2 separate regions of the Mus musculus genome follow, and region 2 is linked to region 1. Evidence: chromatin contacts called from public HiChIP or PLAC-seq data. All regions are on one chromosome and are shown on one strand. The core of a region is the stretch at or near the end of the contact, and the rest is flanking DNA. Distances in the headings are between cores, read along the strand shown.

Evidence for each region. HiChIP or PLAC-seq counts read pairs in DNA pulled down with a chosen protein or histone mark.
Region 2: a FOXA1 HiChIP or PLAC-seq map of pancreatic cancer cells shows a contact between it and region 1. The contact joins two enhancer-like sites. A contact is called at or near these places in 1 of 15 datasets of contacts at CTCF or cohesin (the NIH/3T3 cell line), 1 of 484 Hi-C or Micro-C datasets (the HL-1 cell line) and 2 of 115 datasets of contacts at active chromatin or transcription factors (astrocytes and pancreatic cancer cells).

Annotation. Positions count from the first base shown.
Region 1 is chr3:65,133,488-65,137,066 of GRCm38.p6, forward strand. All of the region lies in intron 1 of Kcnab1 (potassium voltage-gated channel, shaker-related subfamily, beta member 1), which reads left to right. It overlaps A330015K06Rik (RIKEN cDNA A330015K06 gene), which reads right to left. Exons shown (of 5, transcript NR_126080.1): 4 at 2,107-2,321; 5 at 1-1,127. Among named protein-coding and RNA genes, the nearest start is that of Kcnab1, 26 kb to the left of the region's middle. Within about 2 kb of position 1,789, at least 36 of the 459 cell types and tissues checked have an H3K27ac peak or open chromatin away from gene starts, as enhancers often do. A contact at or near this core is called in the HL-1 cell line, the NIH/3T3 cell line and pancreatic cancer cells, where this site is marked.
Region 2 is chr3:65,869,487-65,873,412 of GRCm38.p6, forward strand. No RefSeq gene overlaps it. Among named protein-coding and RNA genes, the nearest start is that of Gm35039, 57 kb to the right of the region's middle. Within about 2 kb of position 1,910, at least 169 of the 459 cell types and tissues checked have an H3K27ac peak or open chromatin away from gene starts, as enhancers often do. A contact at or near this core is called in the HL-1 cell line, the NIH/3T3 cell line and pancreatic cancer cells, where this site is marked.

The DNA.
Region 1 (3,579 bases), core at 539-3,038:
TCACAGTGCCATTCTTCATGTAGGTCTTCTTTCCCGTTTATCAGAAATGGCTGCAGGCATGACTCAGGCAACACTGGCCCCTGAGCTCCCATTTACAAGGCTTTGAGTATTTCTTTCCTTGCCCCTTGTCTTTTGTACTTCATCCTGGATCATTTTGATCTACTTCTCTGCTTCTTAAAAAAAAACACTAGAGGCCTCACATTCCACAGTACTAGTAACACACAGTAGCTCAAATACATACACAGAAATTAAGTTCAATGAAAAAAAGGTTTGTAAGATATGACCTCCTTCCTCTTTTTACTGGCTGCTCCATGAAGGTATAATGCCCGCCAGGCCCTAACACTGTGAATGCGTGGCTCGTGAAATTTGTAGCTGGAGTTTATTTGGAGATCCTGAACTGAGGAGATTATCCTGGATTATCCAGGCACAACTTAGTGCAACCACAAAAACTCCCTCTTGAGAGTGAAGTAGAGGGAAATTCTGATGACAGACAGATGGAAGGGTGTTCACCGCTGGGTCTGAAGAGAGAGCTGACGGCTGAGTGTGGCAGAATGCAGTGGCGACAAAAAGACCAGGAAGTGATTCTCTGCCAAAGCTGCGTTGGTGACCAGCCCTGCTCCCCTGACCATGTCTCTGACTTTAGCCAGCTAAAACTGATTGAGAAATGCTGGCTTCTACAGCAATGTGAGGCAATCTAAAGTTCTTGTAGAGCCACTAAATTCCTGTTAATTGGTTGGAGCATCAGAAGGAATTTAATGTAGTCAGTTATCACCATGATAAGGTAAAAGTTCTAACCCAGAAAAGAAAGAGGAGATGATGTCCCTGTTTGAGTGACCGGAGCTGGAGTGATATTTGTAATTGATTGAGCCGTGTTCTGATAAGGGAGGGCACCATGATTTCAGCTGGAAGCACCACTTTCCAATGCAGCCTGCCTTTCGATCTGATCAGAAGCATTCCGTCTCTCAGCGCTGTGTGTCATTCATCAGCCAGTCAGTACCAGCTACCTGGTATGCAGCTGTCTTATGTACTGCCTCGGAAGTGACCTCCTGGAGGGCAAGAATCCATCTTCTTTCTCTTGATCAATAATTTCTGAGAACCTGCCACATAATGGGCACTTGGGAGAAGAGCTGAAAGTGGGAGTATAAAAAGAAAGATGTTAGTCAATTTATAGACTATGGTAAGTCATACATAAAAAATGCAAAAGTGTACATATATATATATATGTATATATATGTGTGTGTATGTATATATATATGTGTGTATGTATATATATACGTGTGTATGTATATATAGATACATAAACTGAGGCTCAGGAAGGTAAAACACCCCATACCATCCTGCCTGAATCTAGATTCCAGCCTGATAGCCATGTATTTCATTGCCTCCATACCCACCCACTTATGAGGTCACACATGCAGGAGAAACAAAGATGAGAGGGATGTATGCCCTGAGCCAGAATCTTAAATGTCAAAGACATCTAACATCTGTTGTCTGATTTAAAGTAAGTACATGTGACGCATACATCCTTGATTCTAGGTAAAGGTACAAAGAATTAATTTTCCTTCACTGCTCTGTGGCTACATTTGGAGATAGATTCACCAACAATCTAGAATCATGTGAGCACCAGGCAGGAAGCTGATACATACTTTGTCAATAGGAAAACTGAGTCACTACATAAATAAATAATATTGCCAATATCGGACAATGAGTCAGACCTATGGGCAGACGAAGGTGAGGAATGCATCTAGGGTGCATGGGAGTGTCTGCTTTTCCCTCCGAGGGCTGTGGTAGCCAGCCTTGTGTGTGGGAGAGGAGTCTCTGTCGGGTCTGTGAACATGTGGGCTGCAGACAGGACACTACCAGGCTCCATGTTGCTTGTTCTTGGCAAAGTGATGCTCTGCAAATTCCTGCAACTTCCTGAGAGCCCACTGCTATCACCCTCACATGAGAATGTACTGCTCTCTGGAGGCCCTGGAATTCTTTAAGGCCCTGGAATTCTTTAAGGCTCTGGAATTCTTTAAGGCCCTGGAATTCTTTAAGGCTTTGTAGATCAAGCACTGTGGGTCATTCTGAGAACTGAAGTCCAGAATATTATCAAATACTCACTAGCCTCCAACCGGACGGGAAAGACGAAGATCTTGCTTTTCACCAACCAATAGAAACTTTCATTTTGGTTTTCCTCTTAGCGCATGTTGATCTCAGTAGCATACATGGGCCAATGTAAGAAAAAAGTTCCTGTTCATTCAGGTGGGATTAAAAACCCATTTTACACAATATAATTCATGTGTGTGTTCCTTTAGCCTCTAAAGATGTGGACATTTCTTCTTACATAGAAAATTGTCAATGGGGAATGAAGTTAAAGACAGAAAAGTTGTTATATAATTGAATATAAATGTGGGAGTCTTGTTACTTAGAGCAAAGCTGACAGGGAAAACAATAGTAGATACCTGGGCAAAGGATTTTATCTTAGAACAATGGCATTTTGACCTATAGACTGAATGATGGTTATATCACACACACATACACACACACAAACACACAATTTTATATTCATATATATATATATATATATATATATATTTCTATCTCAGTAGAGCATACATGGGCCAATGTAAGAAAAAATGTGTATATTTATGTGGATATATGTGTGTGTGTGTGTGTGTGTGTGTATAAAGAGAGAGATATGTGCATATTAATACCATTAGAAACAGTATAGTCACCCTAAATAACTTGTATTTACATAGCATTCATGTCAGTTTTATTGCCTCAGTTTTATTTTTAAAAGAATCCTGAGCAGTAAGTAGAACAGGGCTTTTTTTCCTTCAGTTTATAGATGATGAAACCAAAGCCCAAAGAACCATGCTGCTCTGGAAAACCAGCATCATCCAGCCACCAGCAGTAAAGTCAGGTTGCCGACCTGGGCTGGAAGCCTAGGTGCACTGCAGACATCCTGCATAAAACAACACAAGGAAGTGCTGTACTCCATGATAGCTAAGACCTGTGCTAGAGTAAGATCTTAGTTATATCCTGGCTCTGCCATTTATTAACGTGTGATCCTGTACAAGTCGCAGAGCCTATCAGGATTTCAGTATATTTCAATCCATAAAATGGAAATGATTGTACTAAATTATTTAGGATCCAGATAAATGGCACACTCAAGTAAGAGGAGGAGTTTAAGAGGCCATCAATGGGCTGAGTGCACAGAGAGCTACAGGCACTCCAGGAAAGTTGGTGAACACGCTGGGGATAGCAAGGAACCCCCATATCTTCAGCATGAGGAGGGGAAGCAAGGCCCGGAAGCTAAAGAGAATCCAGTGGCTGTCCAACTGGGTTAAAGCATAGAGCTGTGAAATGACATACAGCCTAGAATCCTAAGAAATTAAACTGGAAGAACAGTACTACCAAGCCTCTCTTCTCATCCTACTGTGAGATCCTAAGAAACCCTTAGCTTTCTCCTTTGGGAGCCTGAAGGTAAGGTCCGAAGAAGTGAGCACCCAGAGCACAGATCAGGGAGACGGAGAGAGGAGATGCAGAGGGAAGTGCAGGACAGTCTGCACGGAGCACCTCTCAGGGTCAAGT
Region 2 (3,926 bases), core at 660-3,159, 740 kb after region 1:
GGCAGACCAGTAGAAAGGATTAGGAATAGGAATCACGAACTCACATTTGAGATGTGCAGTGTGTCCCAGGTAGAATTAGGAGCATTTGTGGAGTTGGCCCCTGGGTGCCTGTGGATAGCCCTGCTCCTTCTTCATTACAGTACTCCAAAAGTGTGCTTTGGTTTGCACCCATTTGAACAGGAAGTCCTGCATTTGAAAAACAAACCAAACATAATAATGGTAGTTTGGGGATTTCTCTCACATGACTAGGAATAGCGACATACAGATAATACAGAGGCTGAGATCTGTGCTGAGGAAGAGCCTCTGGATTCTGCCGTCACCTTCAGGAAACCATCTTTTCACTTGCCTCCTAAACAGGCAGAGCAGATGTCTAAGAGCTGAGCTGGACGCTGTGACTCTCTGGTTCCTGGGGTGGGAATTCCTTGCCACGGCAGCCCAGTTCCTGTTACCTTGGCAGAAGTCAAGGATTACTTTCCTCTCATTGATGGAACAGTTAGTCATGGATGAGGCATATTGGAAGCTTCCAAATCTTGCCTCTCCCTCTCACGCACCCTACATATCCCCACCCTAGTCCTTACTCTGATCTAGGAAATCTTAGAAACGACATATTAAGTGAAGATTTTCCAGGGTAACCTTCCTTTCTGGCGAAGTTTTTGGCGTTTGTGACATTTGTATGTATACACCCCCATAATCCTTAGACGAAAAACCGTTAAATGCTCACATAAGCAAGTCTTCAGAAGACGAATCTCTTGTACCTCATTTAACTTTTAAGATTATTCTCAATGTCTCTTTTTCCAGATATTTTAGGATTTAGGAGGAAAATGAAATTAGTTGAAACAAATCAAGGTAAGCTGGGTGATGAGAAATGAATTGATGTCTGCAAAGATTTCCCGTGCTGCTCACAATCTCTCTAGAGTGCCTCTCCTCTAAGGTGTAGGAAGCTCTGCTCCTTATCTGTTGACAGAAAACACAGGCTGGGGTCCATTCTGCCCAGAGCAGCAACATTCCTGGGACCTCATCCTTTTTCATACTTACCATGGGGGTAAAAAGCTCTGTATAAAGATGGAGTAATTGAAATCGCAACAGAACACCCTTAACAATCAAGAGTACCTCTGCTCAGGCTCAGGCTGCACTTCAGCCTGTGTCACCCGGGACTTGTTCCCAGAAGCAGAACTGACCTACAATTTGGGCTTCATACAGGAAGAAAGAGCCCATGTTACCAAGATGCACAAATTCAGAACGTGGATACCTCATTTGTTGTCACTAGGAAAGTTTTCAGTTAGCGTCTTTTCCCTTTCCCAGTTCAACAAATAAAATGCTTCCATTCTGCACTCTCTCTCCTCTCTTGTCACCTGGCCTGTTTCAGACACTGCGAAATAAATAAATAGGTAGATAAAAATAAAAAATAAAAGCAAATAAAAATACAATTAAATTAAATTTTTTAAAGGTTCCCAGATTTTCACATTTACCCCAAGCAGTAAAGAAGGGTCTGCCACCCTACAGGCAACTTTCAGGGGCATAGCGTCAGGTTATCAGAACTACATAGCGACCCCCAGCCTGGATAAATGTCGTTGGTGACCTTAAAAGTATTTATTTTAATCAGCAGTATCAGTTTTGAGAGGAAACTTCTTTCTAGCTTTCTGAGACAGCAGGGTCCGGGCTCCCGTTCCCTTCCCACCCAGGCTGTGCCTCGAGGCCTGGAGAACGTTTGCCTCGGTGATGGGAAGGGAGCACTGGCCTCTCCTGTGCTGCCCTGCACGTCCAGTGGCCCAGCACACAGCTGCGCGGGGGAGGGGAACATGCTCTCTAGCCCGGGAGCAGCTTTCCCAGAGGCCAGACAGAGGCTCTGGCCTTGCAGGGCGCCTCCCTCAAGAGCCTGAGGGTTCTTGGCAGCATGAACCCTATCCCTGCTGGGAGCAATGACTTTCTCAGGCCATGCTGAGGCCAGATGGAAGGCCGTGGGCGACTAGCGCATGCGTGAGGCGAGGGTGGCATTCAGGACAGTGGAGGAGGTCTCCAGGGCCTCAAGGGCAAGGCAGCTAGGGGCCCACTGAGAACAGAGCTTACTGGGTCCTACTGTCCTTCAGGTTTCTTAACAGCATGCTAAGGACATTGCACAGCTGGAGGTCAGCCAGTGTTAAAGGCACAGGTTCTTTAGAGGGTAACAGAATAACTGCCTCTCTTTTACATCTTAGGAAGCTAAGATTTAAAGCTATGGTTTTGTATTCTGCAAGCTAGTATCAGATCCAGATCTTACTGGTATGTCTGTGACTGTCTCCCGGTCACTTATCAGGTCTCTAAAAACCCATGTACTGAAGGCACATGGGTCTGCAAAAGAGAAGTATCCGTACATCAGTGTCTGTAACCACAGCGACTCTGAACTTGGGCACAGAGTAGAAAGGTTTGACCTGATGATTAATCAAACAACGCCAGCTGAATGTCTTTGGTGAAATCTAATTTCCTGTTCGTGAAAAGGAGATTAAAATGGAGCCCAGCCCCTAGAGTCCTGGCATTCCCAGGAGATGAGGTACCCATTGCTTAGCCGAGCGCCTGCTGGTGAAAGGCAATCAAATGTCTGAGCAACCATCTGAGAGGGAGACAAACACAGCAGAGAGATTGGTGCTTCAGTGTGAGGGCGGTTAGGGAAAGAGCCTTGCAGGATCTCCTAGGCAAAGGAGGAAACACCGGCTTCCCTTCCCCCCTCTCCCAGTAACAATGAATTGTTACTCACACCTGGGCACCTCTCAGCAGCATGGACTGCGCTCAGCATGGTGGCTCCAGCTATTTCTCGCTCTGGCTTCCCTGGGTGGGCCAGGCTGAAGATGGAGGAATCGCAGGAAATGGATGCTTGTGTAAAGTGTCACAATGGAGCACATGGAATCATAGATGGTTGAAGATAAAGACCATGGACCTCCTCGTGTAAATGAAAATGGAGTGAGAAGCTTTGAGGGGTAGAGTGATAGCAAGATTCCGACTTGAATTAAGAGGCCTGATGTTTGGCATCCCTGTGGTTCATGCCCCCCACACTCGGGGCAGATACCTTACACACACAGTACAGAGGGCAAAGAAAAAGAGGGAAAATGGTAATGAAAAAAAGGATTCCTTTTTCCTACCTTATGCAACTTCATATTCAGCAATACCATTTACTGTGATCATTAGATTTAAAACAAACAAACAAACAAACAAACAAACATTTAAGGCCAGGCTTGATGGTGCATGCCTTTAATCCCAGCACTCAGGAGGCAGAGGCAGGTGGATGTCTGTGAGTTCAAGGCCAGCCTGGTTTACAAAGCAAGTCCAGGACAGTCAAGGCTCTGATACACAGAGAAGCTGTCACAAACAACCAAACCAAAACAAACGTTTAAATTGATCTGAGAGGAAGACAGCAAGCTCTGATCATGTTTTGATTGTGCCCGTAGAATATCCAGATGCATGTCTCCAAGAAGGGTTAGGATCACAGACACCAAGTATAAGAGTCTTAGAGTTGTCCAATGGGGAATATTCAACAAAAGGTGATCTCCGAAATAGGGGCAGGGCTCAGATGGCCATAAAGTGCAGAGACAGGGGTGGGGCGTGGGGGGAGTGACTCACAGAATCAGGAGAACTGAACCTTCACAGATCTCTGCTTCAATGATCAAATGAGACATTTTGAGGAGGAGACGAAGTAGAATAAAGATCAGGGCAGGAAAACAGCCTCACACATTTCACACGAAAGCCTTCTCCAGGTTGAGGAAGTAGTCGTGAGTGAAAAATGCCAGTGATGAGTGATGTCAAGCAAATGAGTACTGGAAAACGTCCATTCAGTTTAGCAATGGGGAAGTCAGTGCTAAGTTATGCAATTCTAGTTTCATTCATTCTGTGAAGCTCTGAGAGCAGAAACCAAGTCCGAGCTGTGTTAGAAGCAAGGAGCGTTGAGACCAAGCTAT